3 separate regions of the Zea mays genome follow, and all the other regions are linked to region 2. A link is a contact called in public Hi-C and HiChIP or PLAC-seq data. All regions are on one chromosome and are shown on one strand. Each heading gives the region's core, a stretch centred on a gene start, on an enhancer-like site or on the middle of the called end of the contact. The rest is flanking DNA. Distances are from core to core; before and after follow the strand shown. Region 1 has its middle 92 kb from the start of LOC100280879. Region 2 holds the start of LOC100286175 (ATP binding protein). Region 3 holds the start of LOC100191479 (putative Transmembrane 9 family protein member 2).

The links. Hi-C and Micro-C count contacts between places; a contact is called where the count stands out from the background. HiChIP or PLAC-seq counts read pairs in DNA pulled down with a chosen protein or histone mark.
Region 1: a contact with region 2 is called in a Hi-C map of bundle sheath, with 2.8 times the contacts expected there. The contact joins the enhancer-like site here to the promoter of LOC100286175 in region 2. A contact is called at or near these places in 4 of 25 Hi-C or Micro-C datasets (bundle sheath, ear, leaf and 1 more).
Region 3: an H3K4me3 HiChIP or PLAC-seq map of leaf shows a contact between it and region 2, with 2.8 times the contacts expected there. The contact joins the promoter of LOC100191479 here to the promoter of LOC100286175 in region 2. A contact is called at or near these places in 4 of 25 Hi-C or Micro-C datasets (bundle sheath, ear, leaf and 1 more) and 1 of 3 datasets of contacts at active chromatin or transcription factors (leaf).

The regions. Positions count from the first base shown.
Region 1 is chr10:47,858,791-47,863,155 of Zm-B73-REFERENCE-NAM-5.0, reverse strand. No RefSeq gene overlaps it. Among protein-coding and RNA genes, the nearest start is that of LOC100280879, 92 kb to the right of the region's middle. Within about 2 kb of position 2,280, at least 17 of the 20 cell types and tissues checked have an H3K27ac peak or open chromatin away from gene starts, as enhancers often do. A contact at or near this core is called in bundle sheath, ear, leaf and 1 more, where this site is marked.
Region 2 is chr10:48,124,687-48,129,122 of Zm-B73-REFERENCE-NAM-5.0, reverse strand. It overlaps LOC100286175 (ATP binding protein), which reads right to left and starts at 2,812. Exons shown (of 1, transcript NM_001159063.2): 1 at 753-2,812. The coding sequence starts at 2,716. The coding sequence ends at 836.
Region 3 is chr10:48,566,816-48,571,559 of Zm-B73-REFERENCE-NAM-5.0, reverse strand. It overlaps LOC100191479 (putative Transmembrane 9 family protein member 2), which reads right to left and starts at 1,876. Exons shown (of 7, transcript NM_001136911.3): 1 at 1,658-1,876; 2 at 461-625; 3 at 261-370; 4 at 68-176. The coding sequence starts at 1,768.

The sequences.
Region 1 (4,365 bases), core at 1,031-3,530, 270 kb after region 2:
AGGAATGGATATAATGGTAGTCAATGCATCAAAGAGTTTCCAAGCAATTCCTATAAACTTAATGCACATTTCGCTAGACTTAAACTGTGTAAAAATCATTTAAAAACACAAGGAAGTGGTTGCATGCACCGGGGCTTGCCTGGATAACACTAGGTTAGTGTTTGTTAGACGACGATCACTTGACGACCATCCTTTGTCTTGGCACTTGTTCAGATTATCCATCTTCAGGTTCGTCCATCAGCATCATCTTTCGGAGTAGGTCGTGCTTTACGACATCTTGTGGTCGACTCAGCTCTAGTCCTCCACATCACGTGATCACTTAACATACCTAAATGATATGCATAATGCACATGTATGAATATAAGAAGAACTAGCACAATACTAGACAATGTTACATGATCGAGGATTACACACTATTAACAAGTCATTAGAACCAATTACAAGAAACGCCAGTTGTCAATATAAGACTAACTATAATATTCGAGCTTCTTATTTAATCGGATCTAATTCAAACATTAAGTACTCGTGAACCATGCTTAAGCACTAAATCTTCTTAACTTTACCATAACTTAAACTTATCAACCTAGGACATCTACAACTTAGAAGAAAAAGACTTGAAGCGCCTAAATACATTTCCCCACTATAAAGTTCTTGGATTTGCATAGAAACAAATTTATCTATGTTACTCACTCCTAGATACTAGGAGGAGCAAGCAACATCTATTAATGATGTTTAACCAACCATTAAACCTCGAGTATAATGACAACTAAAATAGGACATCACATTCTTTTAATTCATTTAACTATTTATTACACGTATATTATGATGAAAATTAAAGCAAATATTATGATGACAATTAAAGCAAAATATCACTTTATCATACAAGCAAAAATTAATACCATAACATTGACGGAGCCTGTCGATTACTCGTTCGAGATGCTAAACCTATCGCTAGCTTTACAAATCCTACCCCACATATTTATTCAATCTATCTAACAATGCAACTAACAGGAATAACAAATCGGCTCTTCATACTAAAATACTACTTGAACCCACGAAATCGACGATGCTTCTCGGTCCGTCCATAACAACAAATACGTGACGAGCGACGTACTGTACTTCACTATTCTACACGATCAAATTTTATTCTTGTACTAATTCACTACTGTGATTTACGCGCACGTCACCGGCCCACATTAATAACGCAAGTATACCAATCTGATGAGAAATATTAAAATGAAGAGCGAGAGCGACGACAGCTCACCAATAATTTAATCCGTCTTGAAGGCCACGAGCACAGCTACGAGTTCCAATTCTATCATTACGTCGAGCACGTGGTGAGCACCACGCGGACTTTACTGCCTTCTCCATTCACATCAAAAATTTTCTGGCTACATGCTGATTTGTTTCCTTTTATGTCTAATTTTCTCGGATTTTTGGCGCGAACATATGTCGTGGATGGCGTGGTTGTCGCATGGTTGCGCGTAGCGGACAACAGTGAACGTTGAAAGTTGGAGATGGTGAGGACGTGCAATACGCGACAAACGACACTAGAGCGTGTCGCGCAGGACATGATGCTGACTAGAACATGACACCGGCGAGCTCCGGAGGTGTGCATCCGACGGCGCAACCGGAACCGAACACAACGAGGAACGTGGCAACAGGGACAACATGGTGTCAGGCGAGCCTTGCCATCGAGCCGATGCAGCGATGTAGCTTGACGGCATCAAAGGAGTAAACAGTGTGACGACGCGGCCTGCCGGAGCTGCAAGTAGACGACATGCCGGATCCACGAGAGCTCCAGCACCATGACAAGGTTGACCTGGCTAGGATATAAGCAGCAGGCGACGTACGGACAGACGACGAACTTTGTAGCAGGGGAAGCCGCTGAGCTGGGCGATGGCGGGTGACCTTGGCGAGCGCGGATCGGCGCGACGGAGACAAAGGCTAGGCGCCTAGCTAGGCGTAGGGACGCGCGCCATAACCCCGGGCGCGAAGGTGGCCTGGGCTAGAGCCGCCCGCGGCCAGGAGGCTTGCGCGGCCACCATGGCCGGTCGAGCGAGCCGGAAGCCGCCGCGTCGGAGGAGCAGGGGAGGAGCGCCATGGGGGAGAAGAGGCGGCCGGGCGCCATGGGATGGAGGCCGAGTTGGAGCTGAAGGGGACGCCGGCCATGGAAGAGGGAGAGGAGGGAGCTCCGGCCATGGAGATGAGGAGAGGGAGAGGAACGCCGACCTGAGCAGTGGCGCAAGGGAGCAGGCGGCTGCAGAAGAAGCCTACGCGTGGGGGATAAGGCAGAGGACAGCGGCTGAAAAAAAAATCAACGGATGAAGGCAGGAGACGTACGCGTCCATGGCTGCTCCAGGAAAATTAACGGAGAGAGCGGTGGTAGGATAGGGACGGAGAAAAGATTTTTCTTTTCAGATTTTTTTTATTAAAGGAAATTGTGGATATTTTGGGGTATAAAATGAGGGTCTATAAGATATATAGGAGAGTCAAACGAATAAGATCGACAGCAACAATTGGACAGGATTTGATTTGACGAATACTCTGAAGTCGGAAGAATTCGTACCATTAATTCACTTTTGAAGATTTATATCAAGGCGAGAAGAAACTGACCAAATTAAACTGATTTTGGCTTCGATAATTTGCTCTGCGATTTGATTGAAATTAGTCGAAACCATATCTGCTAATGTATACTCCATTTCGTCGCCAAAATAACGCGTTGAATAAACAATCCAATTTAAAATCCTTAAATGCAATTTCTCATTTTAAAGAGGGAGGACAGAATTATTTGGCACTGGAAATTCTAGTCGTCGAGTTCTATTTAATTTGTTTGGGATGCAATCGGAGGACTGGACTAAATTTTCAAATTCGTCTTTGCGCGAGCGATGAATTTTAAATAATTACCGGACTCACCGATTTTCGGAACAACTATGTTCCGAACATCACGAAAATTTAGGAAGAGCCCGGATAGATAAAGATAAAAACGATGTCGAACTCGCGACATACGAAACAGATTAAGACATAGAGACTGTTATTCTTATTAATATCCCGTACTTACGTCCATATTCGCTGTTTACGTACAGTAACACCTGGGGTGTTACAGCTTTGCCAGAAGATACCCAGTTTATTGTACCCCTACATGCATTTGATTTATCCCTACAACACTTTCAAGTGCTCATCGTAGGAGTTAAGGGCCACCGTGAGCACCCCCACCATCGATCAGGCACTTCGGGTTGCTCTGTCACCCTCATTCTATGCATTGTGAGTCCGTCATGGCCTATAATGGCATGGCGGCAAGCAAAATCCCTAGCTGAACCCCACACTGTCCGATCTAGCATCATTGATGAGCTCGTCGACTCTGAGGAAGACCGAAGACACCATCTGTTTGCTGAAAACCCCTAATATCGGTCAGTCGATGGTCAACTAGAGATATATAGTGTCATTGAAAGTCGCCTAGAGGGGGTGAATAAGCGAAACCTGAAATTTATAAACTTTGAACAGACACTTCAACCGGAATTAGGGTTAGAAACAAATAATAATAAATACGGAGTGCGGAAGATAGTTCTTCTTGCTATGAGTTGCTCAATCAATGTGGATAACTTTGGGAGCTAACTCAAAAGTATTGTGAGCATGAGAACTTTTAGAGAGAGAGGAGAGGGAAGAAACAAATCGAATGGTGATGATCAACACAAATGAATACGGTGATTTGTTTCTCGAGGTTCAGTTTCAATGACCCTACTCCCCGTTGAGGAGGCCACAAAGGTCGGGTCTTTTTCAACCGTTTCCCTCTCTCAATCGGTCACCTAGACCAGTTGAGTGCTTCTTCTTAATCTCGTGGGTCACAAAGACCCCGCAAGGATGACCACACAATTAGGTGTCTCTTGCTAGCTTTACAAATCACTTATGGGGCGTTTGGATCCCTTCATTTTAAAGGAATTGGAATTCACTCAATAAAGTAACTTATTTAGTTTGGAATTTGGCATTCCACCACTTTCCAAAGTTCAGATATAAGCCTATCTAAAATTCATAGGGTGGAGGATAGGAAATGATTTTATGCATGATTAGAATTTGTTTCTAATCTGTAACTTACATGACACTCTTCGTTCTACTCCTCTATAATAAAAATGTAGCACATAAATATCTAGGACATCTTGCTAATAATAGTATACAAATATATTTTGTATAAAAGTGAATTAGCTTAATTGATATATGCCTAAATTACTATATTAGAATGGAATTCAATTCCAGTGATCCAAATGGGGCGTTAGAGAGTTTAGAAAGAGGTGAAGAAAGCACAACCAAGCAACAAGAGCAACAAATGAAACACAAATCACTATCTCTCAAGTCACTAATCACTATTGA
Region 2 (4,436 bases), core at 1,563-4,062:
TTTGTCGACGCCTACAATGGTGGAGCGCGAAAGATGTAGCGCAGCTATGCATGTATCGATGAATGGATTTTGCCGACACTTTTGTTGGATTTGTGGAGATTTTATATGTTCGGTACGATGAAATTTTACAGGAAAAGCTTTGGTGAAAAATGTTTGACTCCACAGACAGCAACCCGTGCTAGTGCCGTAGCGGGCCACTATGGGCATCGCTGAAACTTCAACTCGCCCTTTCGAAAATTCTTGTACCCAGATTTTTAAGAGTCAGGCTGTAACGAAAGAAAGAAAAAAATTTCCGGTTTATTTATGTACAGTTGACCTTGGTGCGAGACGATGCCATCGACAGGGACGCGTTATAGATTTGACCGGGTTTTTTTTTGGTGTACTGACACGTTACGGAAGTGCTACGCAATGTGCTTCGTTTTCTGTGGTATCAGCAATCTCTTCAAATACATTACTACTAGTACTGTATAGCCAGTGTATATGATTGTTCGCTTTCATATTGTTGCTATATTCAAAGAAAAAGTTGCCATATTCAATAGTATCCTAAAATATTGTTGCAAAATTTCACAAGCAACGTCAGTTCTAAAAAACGAAGAATACAAGAATTTGTTGTTACAGAATGAGTGCTCTTCAGGATTGACTACGTTTGTTTTCTGCAAGATGCTTCGTTAATTTTTGAATTGGCATGGAATGTATTCAAGTGTTAGATGGCGGAAGCTGAATTGCTCCTATGTACACAAAACAAAACAATCTACACGGCACCATGGGTTTTGTCAATTCACACACATCAATCACGAACGAAACAGCAGATCCGCAAGGAGCAGAGGTACCATCATCACTCGGCGGCATCAGGCTGTGCTGGCCGGCGCGAAGACCGCGGGAAAGGCCGCAGGCGGGGCGACGGTGAGAACTCCACCGGCGCCGGCGGAAGTTCCATGTCGCCGTCGAGGATCTTGACGATGTCCTTGCTGTCCGGCCGGAGCTCCGGCTGCCGCTGCAGGCAGAGCAGCGCGAGCTGCACGCACTTGGTGGCCTGGTCCTTGTCGTAGCCGCCGGCCAGCCGCTCATCCATGAGCTCGAGCACGTTCCCGGCTCGCGCCAGCTGCCGGCACCAGCTCACTAGGTTCGCCTTCTCCAGCTTCATCGGCGACGACAGGATGTGCAGCGGCCGCCGACCGGACAAGATCACTAGCACGAGAACGCCGAAGCTGTACACGTCGGCTTTCTCCAGCAGATCGCTGCCGTGCTCAAAAGGCCCGCCGCCGCACTCCGGCGCAACGTAGCACACCGTGCCGCGCATGCTCGTCGTGCTGCTAAGCTCCCGGCTGAGGAAGTCCCCGCCGCATCCGCTGTGGACGTCGCTGCCCACTGACCGGCCGCGCCGCCGGCTCCGCTTCCGGCTTCTCCGGAAGCTCAGGTCCACAGAATTGCTCTCGCCGCCGTTGGTGTCGCCGTGGCCCGTGTTCATGCTGATCGAACGGATCCACGGTTTGCCGCCGGAGCGCCGCTTCTCGAAGCTTCCTCCCTTCTTGCTCATCTCTTCAAAGAACTCCTCTTTCCACCACTCCCTCATCTTGGTCCCCTCCTTCCTGGCGACGTCCACATTGCCATTGCAGTCGGTGTTGTTCTTGTCCTCGGGCGGCGAGGCTGACACAGCGTTTTCGTGCGTACCCGAGGGAGAGTTCTTACGTTCGTTGGCGGCGTCTTCGTTCTCGTTGACCCAATCCGGGTTCCTCTCCGGGCAGATTTGGCTGCCAATCCACTCGGCGACGTAATCCCTCGAGTCAAGCTCACCGCTACCATCCTGCTTCCACCACCACTCCTTCCCCCACGCACCAGCCGGGCCAGAATCATCCTTTGTGTCCGTTTTGGCCCCGCCGGCAGCGGAGGCGGTGGTGGAGAGGTGGTCGCCGGCTTCGCCGAGTTCTTGGCTCATGAAATCGTCCCCGGCAGCACCAGACGCGGCGATTGCATCGGGAGTCTTGAAGCGCGCGAGGCCGAAATCGGCGACCTTGGCGCGGAAGTTAGCGTCGAGGAGGACGTTGCTGGGCTTGAGGTCGCCGTGCACGACGGGCGGCTGGCACTCAACGTGGAGAAAGGCGAGCGCGCGCGCCACGTCACGGATGATGGCGAGCCGCTTCTGCCAGTCCAGGAACTGGCCATCGCGGGCAGCGGCGTCGCCGCCTCCGAATAGCGCGCCCTGAAGGGATCCCTGTGGCATGTACTCGAAGACAAGGAGGAGCGGGCGCTCGGCAGCGCCGCCGCCGGAGCCCGGGCCGGGCGAGTAGCCATGGAGGGAAACGAGGCGAGGGGATTCAGGGAGCGACGCGAGGAGGTGGAGCTCGTGCGCCGACGCGCACGTCTTCACAGCGGCGAGCGAGGCGTCGGGGAAGGTGGCGAGGTAGACGGGCGAGGCGGCGCCACTGCCGAGGAGGCGGGACGGGTGGAACCCGCCCGTGGCGCGGCGAAGCGTGCGGCGGGAGTAACGCCGGAGCGGGCGACCGGAGTCCAACAGCGGGGAGCACGGGAGTGTGGGGATCCGGAGCCTCCGCCGCCGGAGGAGGACAACGAGCAAGAGCAACAAAGCTACTGCGGCCACTGCGGAAGCGATGGTGGCGGTGAGGAGGGCGTGGCGGCGGTGTTGACTATGGGCAAGCAAGGGAGGCGGCGGTGGAGCAGCTGGAGGGAGGGGCTGCTGGAGAAGGCGGGAAGGCATGGCAGTGGACGGAGGCGGCGGCGACGCGAGGCAGCGTGGTGTATGCGTGCGAGGAAGTGATTGGGGTTTGGGGAATGGGGATGGCCGGTATTGCCGTATTGGACAGGTAAACAGTAAAGCTCCTTCTATGCTATATTTCAAACTCCAACGGGCTTTCATATATCATATAGCTTATTTTTAAACTTCAATATATCAGTAACGTAGTTTTCTGTAAAAATAACATAAAATAGTAATATCTCTGTTTATCATCGATTAATTTATTTTTAAACTAAAATACGACAAATAAAAAAACGAAGAGAGTATTCTACACGGCTAGAGCTAGCTCTACATTTTTTAGGCCTCCATGAATATTGATCCTTTAGACTTAAATATTTATTCATTTGTAGCCTTGCAAGCACATGGCTGGCTCTGCATTTTTAGACCCCTTAGCGACTATTAAATATAGGCTCTTTAGGCATAAACATTTATTCATTTGTACCCTAAGAAGCAATAAAGTAGATAAGATTTTCATTCTTACAAAAAAAGTTGATATTGTAGACAAAAAACAACAAGATAAATATTGTGGGCCTATTATGCCGAAAATCATCATTCAATGTTCGTTTCGGCACAAACAAGTGTGTTTCAGGTACATTTCTGACATTCGTCCTAAGCAACATCTAAAGAAGCTTCGCCTATGCGCGCAAATGGCAAAGATGCTAGCTGAAGTCGGTAGCTTAGGTAACAAAGAAGAACTTTGAATACAAGCCAGCAGAGAAGTTTCCAAACAATGGAGGCCTAAACCCGCGTAGCCGAGAATGGAGAAAATACATTGTAGCTATGACGTCATTTGTAAATAATGTGTGTAAAACCTTAAGGGGTATGATTGTAATTTTGTACGAAGGCGGTTCATCTTTCCTATAAATAGGTGAACAATGCCCTGCATAAGATACCTTTTTAAGAACCATAACTTCGTGTTGCTTAACCTTCGAAGAACCTTTGTGCCATCCTGTGTCTAGGAGTTGAAGGTATGTTTGTAAGTTTGTATGATATTAGAAGAGATGAAATAAAATGCTAAGGCATAAGAGATGAGTTTTGCATAGATATTTACGTTGTCTTTTTCATATTACCTCACCATGTTTCTCTTTAAAAGCCTTCAACCTTTGTTCTAACAATTCGAGGAAAGTGTTACATCAAAGGACGAAGGTCTTTACATCTTACTTGTGTTGCCTTAATCTTCGATACCTTTAGGGGAATTGAAACCAAGTACCAACATTGGCGCCCACCTCCAGTGATCTCACTACCACAACAAACTACATCACAACGAAGAGCATGGCAAACCATCAAGCTTCGTCAGCATTCATGGAGAAGCTTATGCTGCCCATCATTGGGGGCTTGAGCTTCGAACTCAGCAACAAAAAGCAAAAGAAAGAGGCCCAGAGAAGGGTACAACATGTAGGCATCCATGGACCCTACATTAGGACCAAGTGGTCCCATATTCCTATTACCTTCTCTCAGGATGACCTTCGTCTCAAAGACTATCCACATAGAGATGCCATGGTTATCTCTTGTGTTATCAAAGGCTTCGTAGTGCACAATGTCCTGGTCGACACAGGTAATGATGTAGACATCATATTTGCCAAGGCTTTCAAGCAAATGCAAGAGCCCGAAGATAAGATCCAAGACTCAGCTTTTCCTCTTTGTGGCTTTGGAGGACAACAGGTGATGGCATTAGGAAACTTGA
Region 3 (4,744 bases), core at 627-3,126, 440 kb before region 2:
AGAAGTGTATCACATAAGATTATACATTAATACAACATTTGAGCAACAATGTGTCATAGCCACTTACCCCTGAATATTTTCCTTTGGCCCCAACATGGAATCCATGTTGATAGAAATATGCACCTTCTTGATCCACTCTTTGAATAGGAACGACTAAAGGTAGGTTGTCAAGAATCCTGTCAATTTAAAGAAATTACATTTCAACAACTGATAGACATGAATAACTGATCATGAATCAAGCAGCGAAATTATTGACGAACATGTTAACACGGTATTCATCTTCAATCTTCTCCTTGAGAAGCTTTGCTTCTTTCTCCCCAACAGATATCTTGCAGACTACTTGACACATCTGAGGCTCCCTCATTTCAAACTGAAAAAAATATATATGCTCAACAGTCAAACTAGTGCCCAAGGTGTCAAACACTGATCAGATAAACCAATGCACAGTGAAAGAACAAACCGTATAGGGAGAGTTTTCAATGCGATCTCCACGAAGAACTTCACCGAGATTTTCTGCACTGTCAACTATGGTATCCGGCTTGCAGAATGGGAGAGAATAGTAGGAGTAGGGAAGTTGTGTCTTGATTGAGGTCAGCTTGTTGACTTTCACAGGAAGTGGATCTTTCTGTAATGATATTTAATATAAAATATTTCTCATAAACATCTAAGCCCTCCATTCTAAATTATAAGACGGTTTAGCATTTCTAGATTCATAACTTTCGCTGTGCATTTAGACATATACTCACTATCTTAGATACATAATAAAAGCAATGTATCTAAGAAAACCGAACTTCTTATAATTTAGTACAGTAGTAGTAATAATGTAGTAGAAACATGTCTCCAACATTGAAAGTAATAAGACAGCACGAGGACGCACATGCTATTAAATATGTCAAACAGTATTAACATGAATATATAAACTCAAGACAAATGCTAATAACAAGTAGGAAGACAATAGGTCAGATACTGACAAACAGACAAATAAAACATACAACGAAACATAAAATAATTTCAAAAAAATTACAGATAAAGGGTCAAATAAAATGCAACTGCTGTCACGATAGCAGTGTGAAAACTAGGTTCTTCACAGGTACTTAGGTTTAACGCTACAAAATCAATGAAAACTACATTCCAGATCAGAACAGTTGACATAACTAGTATATAGTAATCAACAACGACTTGTATTAAAAATGTAACAACCTAATATGATCCTTCTCTGAATTTTATCGCCGGAGGACTCAGACACTCGTAAATGTAAAGTTTTGCAGCTCCACATTCTCCTAGGTGCACACTCTGGCCTCTGGGCATTTCCCGGTGAAAGCACATCTCCGTTGTTTCAGTCTCCATCACGCATCCACCCGCGATGAATCTCACGACGAGAACGTGACGGGGGAAGCACATATGAAGCTTTTTGCACGGCTCATAGGACCGAAACATTCTGAGCGCCACTGATTGCGCGGAGAGCGAGAATCGTCGCGAACACGCGCAGCCAGATCTCGATGCGGCCGACCCGCGCGTTCGCAGATCTGGGGCGGCCGACAGCAGATCCGAACCGCACGCGATCCCCAAACACACAAAGCGCTAGGGAGGAGATCTCGTGCCAGGAGCCCAGGAGGAGAAACGGAGGCGAGACAAAGGGTGGCTGTCTTACGCGTACCTTCTCGAAGTCATTGGGCGCGACGCCGGGGAGGTAGAACCCTGAGGCCGGCGGCGCGAGCGCGACGATGCAGAGTGCGGCGAAGGCGACGGCCCACGCCGACGGCTCCATGCCGGAGTTGTGGGCAGGCGATGGGAGTGGCGCGACGCTCGCGGCTCCCCGGCGCGGGGCAAGTAGAGACAAGATGGAGGAAGAAGAATGAGATGGCGCTTTTCCGCTGCGTTGCGCGAAGAGATGGTGGTGGTTTAATGGACTGCAGACGCATACAGGCGCCGAGCCGTAGCGGCACGAACGTTGCGCACCCAACCCAGACTCGCTGTACTATCGCCGCCAGGTGGGCCCGACATGTGCAATGTGGTCGCATGGTCCCATTACCAGTGAGATTAGAAAAGTTTTGTGCGGGACAGCCCTTGCACAGTTCCATGTTGCTTCTTTTTACCGCCGGTGAGTTTCGATAATGGATAAACTTGGTTCCACGAGTTACCTCCAGGTGCACTTCGGGTGGTCCCACCTGTCAGTAAGCTACAATTTTTTAGTGCCACACGATCGCAACGAAAAGCCTTACACTGACACCATGGCCCGACTACCTGCTAGCACGTCCGTCCCACGTTTCAGTGGTAGTGCTGTACAGGTGTTGGTTGGTTTAGCAAGCAGTGTCGTGGGACTGGAACGTCTCACCTACGTGACAACTCGAGCTTTGCTTGCGTTCGTGCCAAACAATTCGGGCAGGTGGGGCCCGCGCACGCTAAAGGGATCGAAGAGGGCCCATGCGTCAGTGGGCATGTTAGGTGCGCATCACGGAAAAAAGTGAGTTTGGTGGTGTATTACGTGTGTTGCTGGGGTGGTGGGGAGAGCACGCACGGGCACGACTGGAAGAATAGCACAAGCAGCCGGCCGACCTGAACCATTGCTGGTGACCCTACAGTGACCCAGTATCGGCACAGCAACTGTGACGTACGGGCCCGGCACGACCAGCCCACCTGTCAGCTACACCGTGCAAAGTGTCCTTTTTTTAGTGCTTAATTAATGGACTAGGTGAGTGCACGTGCGTTGCAACGAAAATATATAATTTTTTATTCTGTATTATTTAGTGTCGAGCAATATTATTTGGCAATGAACTACTTTAAAATTGATGAAGACGACTTTAAAAAAAATTGAGAAAAATACAGAATTCGTGTGATATATAAAGGGGGTCGGCGCCTGACACGTGATGCCGACACCAGGGATCGGCGTCAAGATGTATGGTGCTGACCCCCTGACACGAGATGCCAGCGCCAAGATCTATGGCGCCAACCCCTGCCACATCACCATCCACGGCACCTAAACAGGCGCCATTAAAGTTGGCGCCGTCACGCGTTGTCTCGGCGCCAATTATAATGGCGCCGAGCCGGGGTCCATTTTTTTAAATGAAACTGCAAAGGGTGTATTTGTGAAAATAATACCCTAAAAGGCTAAAATGCAAAAAAGTTGGCCAAGAGCTACTACCAATGTAAAATTTCGTCAACTTTATCTTAAGACCACCTTTCCAGATAGACAACTACGCCACGATTGAAAACAGCGCGTGTTTGTAGGCCTGTGAGTCCGCAAAATTATTAACGGAATGAACCTGATTACCAAAAACAGGTTTCCCTATGTACGATCAGAAAAAATACACACACATATTCCAACATAACAGCTTCGTTTTAATATTTATGATCACAGAGACCAAGATACAACATAGGATAACAAAATGTATGAATCCCAGGAACCGTAGCTTCAAGATGTGGACATGGTCGATCAAAGTTTCACCGTGTCTTATTATAACTAATCAGATACCATGAATGGAATAAAAACCACGAATAATCCCAATAGAGGCAGCTTAGGCAGACACACCACCACCACGACACTCGTCCAACATGTCAACGTTACACTGCATCAACCGAAAAAGCCAGTGACGACATCATCAAATCAGTATACAAAAAGCAGGTCCATAATTCTTAACATGGTCTCAACAAAGCCAACCGTGTAAAACGATCATACCCTTGTAAAAATTGCTTGAGAGCCTAGCTTTGATGACAAGTAATTAGCAGGCTCGGTAAAAGAAAAAACAGGCACCTCTTGATACTTGCAGGTTCATTGTCCCAGAGGAAATTGACAGTCACTTAGTAATGTCACTCACATTAGACCAAACATCAGCTAAAAACAAAGATACCTAATAGTTACATAAATATTTATTTAACTGAACAGACCTGTTTAAATAACAGATAAGGGCCATATATCAGGCATTTCACATATTACCAAAATTGGACCCTTTATTTAAAATGAAGTTTTTCAAGATGAAGGGAATATATAACAAACAAAATGTGAATGGCCACATGTAGCTCTTGTACAACTAAATAAGTTACCACAACCTTTACTATGAAGTGACAAACCAAATGTTTGATGCACCAGACCGAAGAAAAATTAGGAAACAGAAAGTGGCAAGCAAACATACATATTGGAAAGCCTTAGAATGGATGCTGCAAGCATCAACATTGATCGCTGGAGCAGCCGGGGTGGCAGCAGCAGCTTCTGAGACAACAGTCTCATGCTGAATGGTCCGAGGACCCAATATAGTGTCAACAGTCATGTTCCCTGTGTGCAATGGCACTACCCATACCAAATGTCATACCTGAAACAATGTGTTCATTCAATTCAAGGACTATGATAATGTTTATAGCTGAAGCTATCCAGAAAAGAACAAGCTTTGAATACCATACCACCTTCAGCAATGGTGGACCTGATTCCTCCAAACATGAAGCCACCACCATCTCGAACAGGAGCTGGAGGAGGAGGCTGGCGTGCTGTAAAAAAAATCAGTTGACACATTAGTTACAGAAATAAAACAAATTATAGCTCCAATATAAACACAATGAAATGTAATCCTATTATGAACTAAAACCTAATTGGTTCTGATTCCAAAGAAATCAACAATACTTGTACCAAAAATCCATGTGTATTAGGAACAGAACTGAAACAAATTCTAATTCCAACAAAAACAAGGAACCATAATTTCTATATTTAACTCTGTCTCCATAGCAACCAATAATGTTTAAGAACAACTTCATA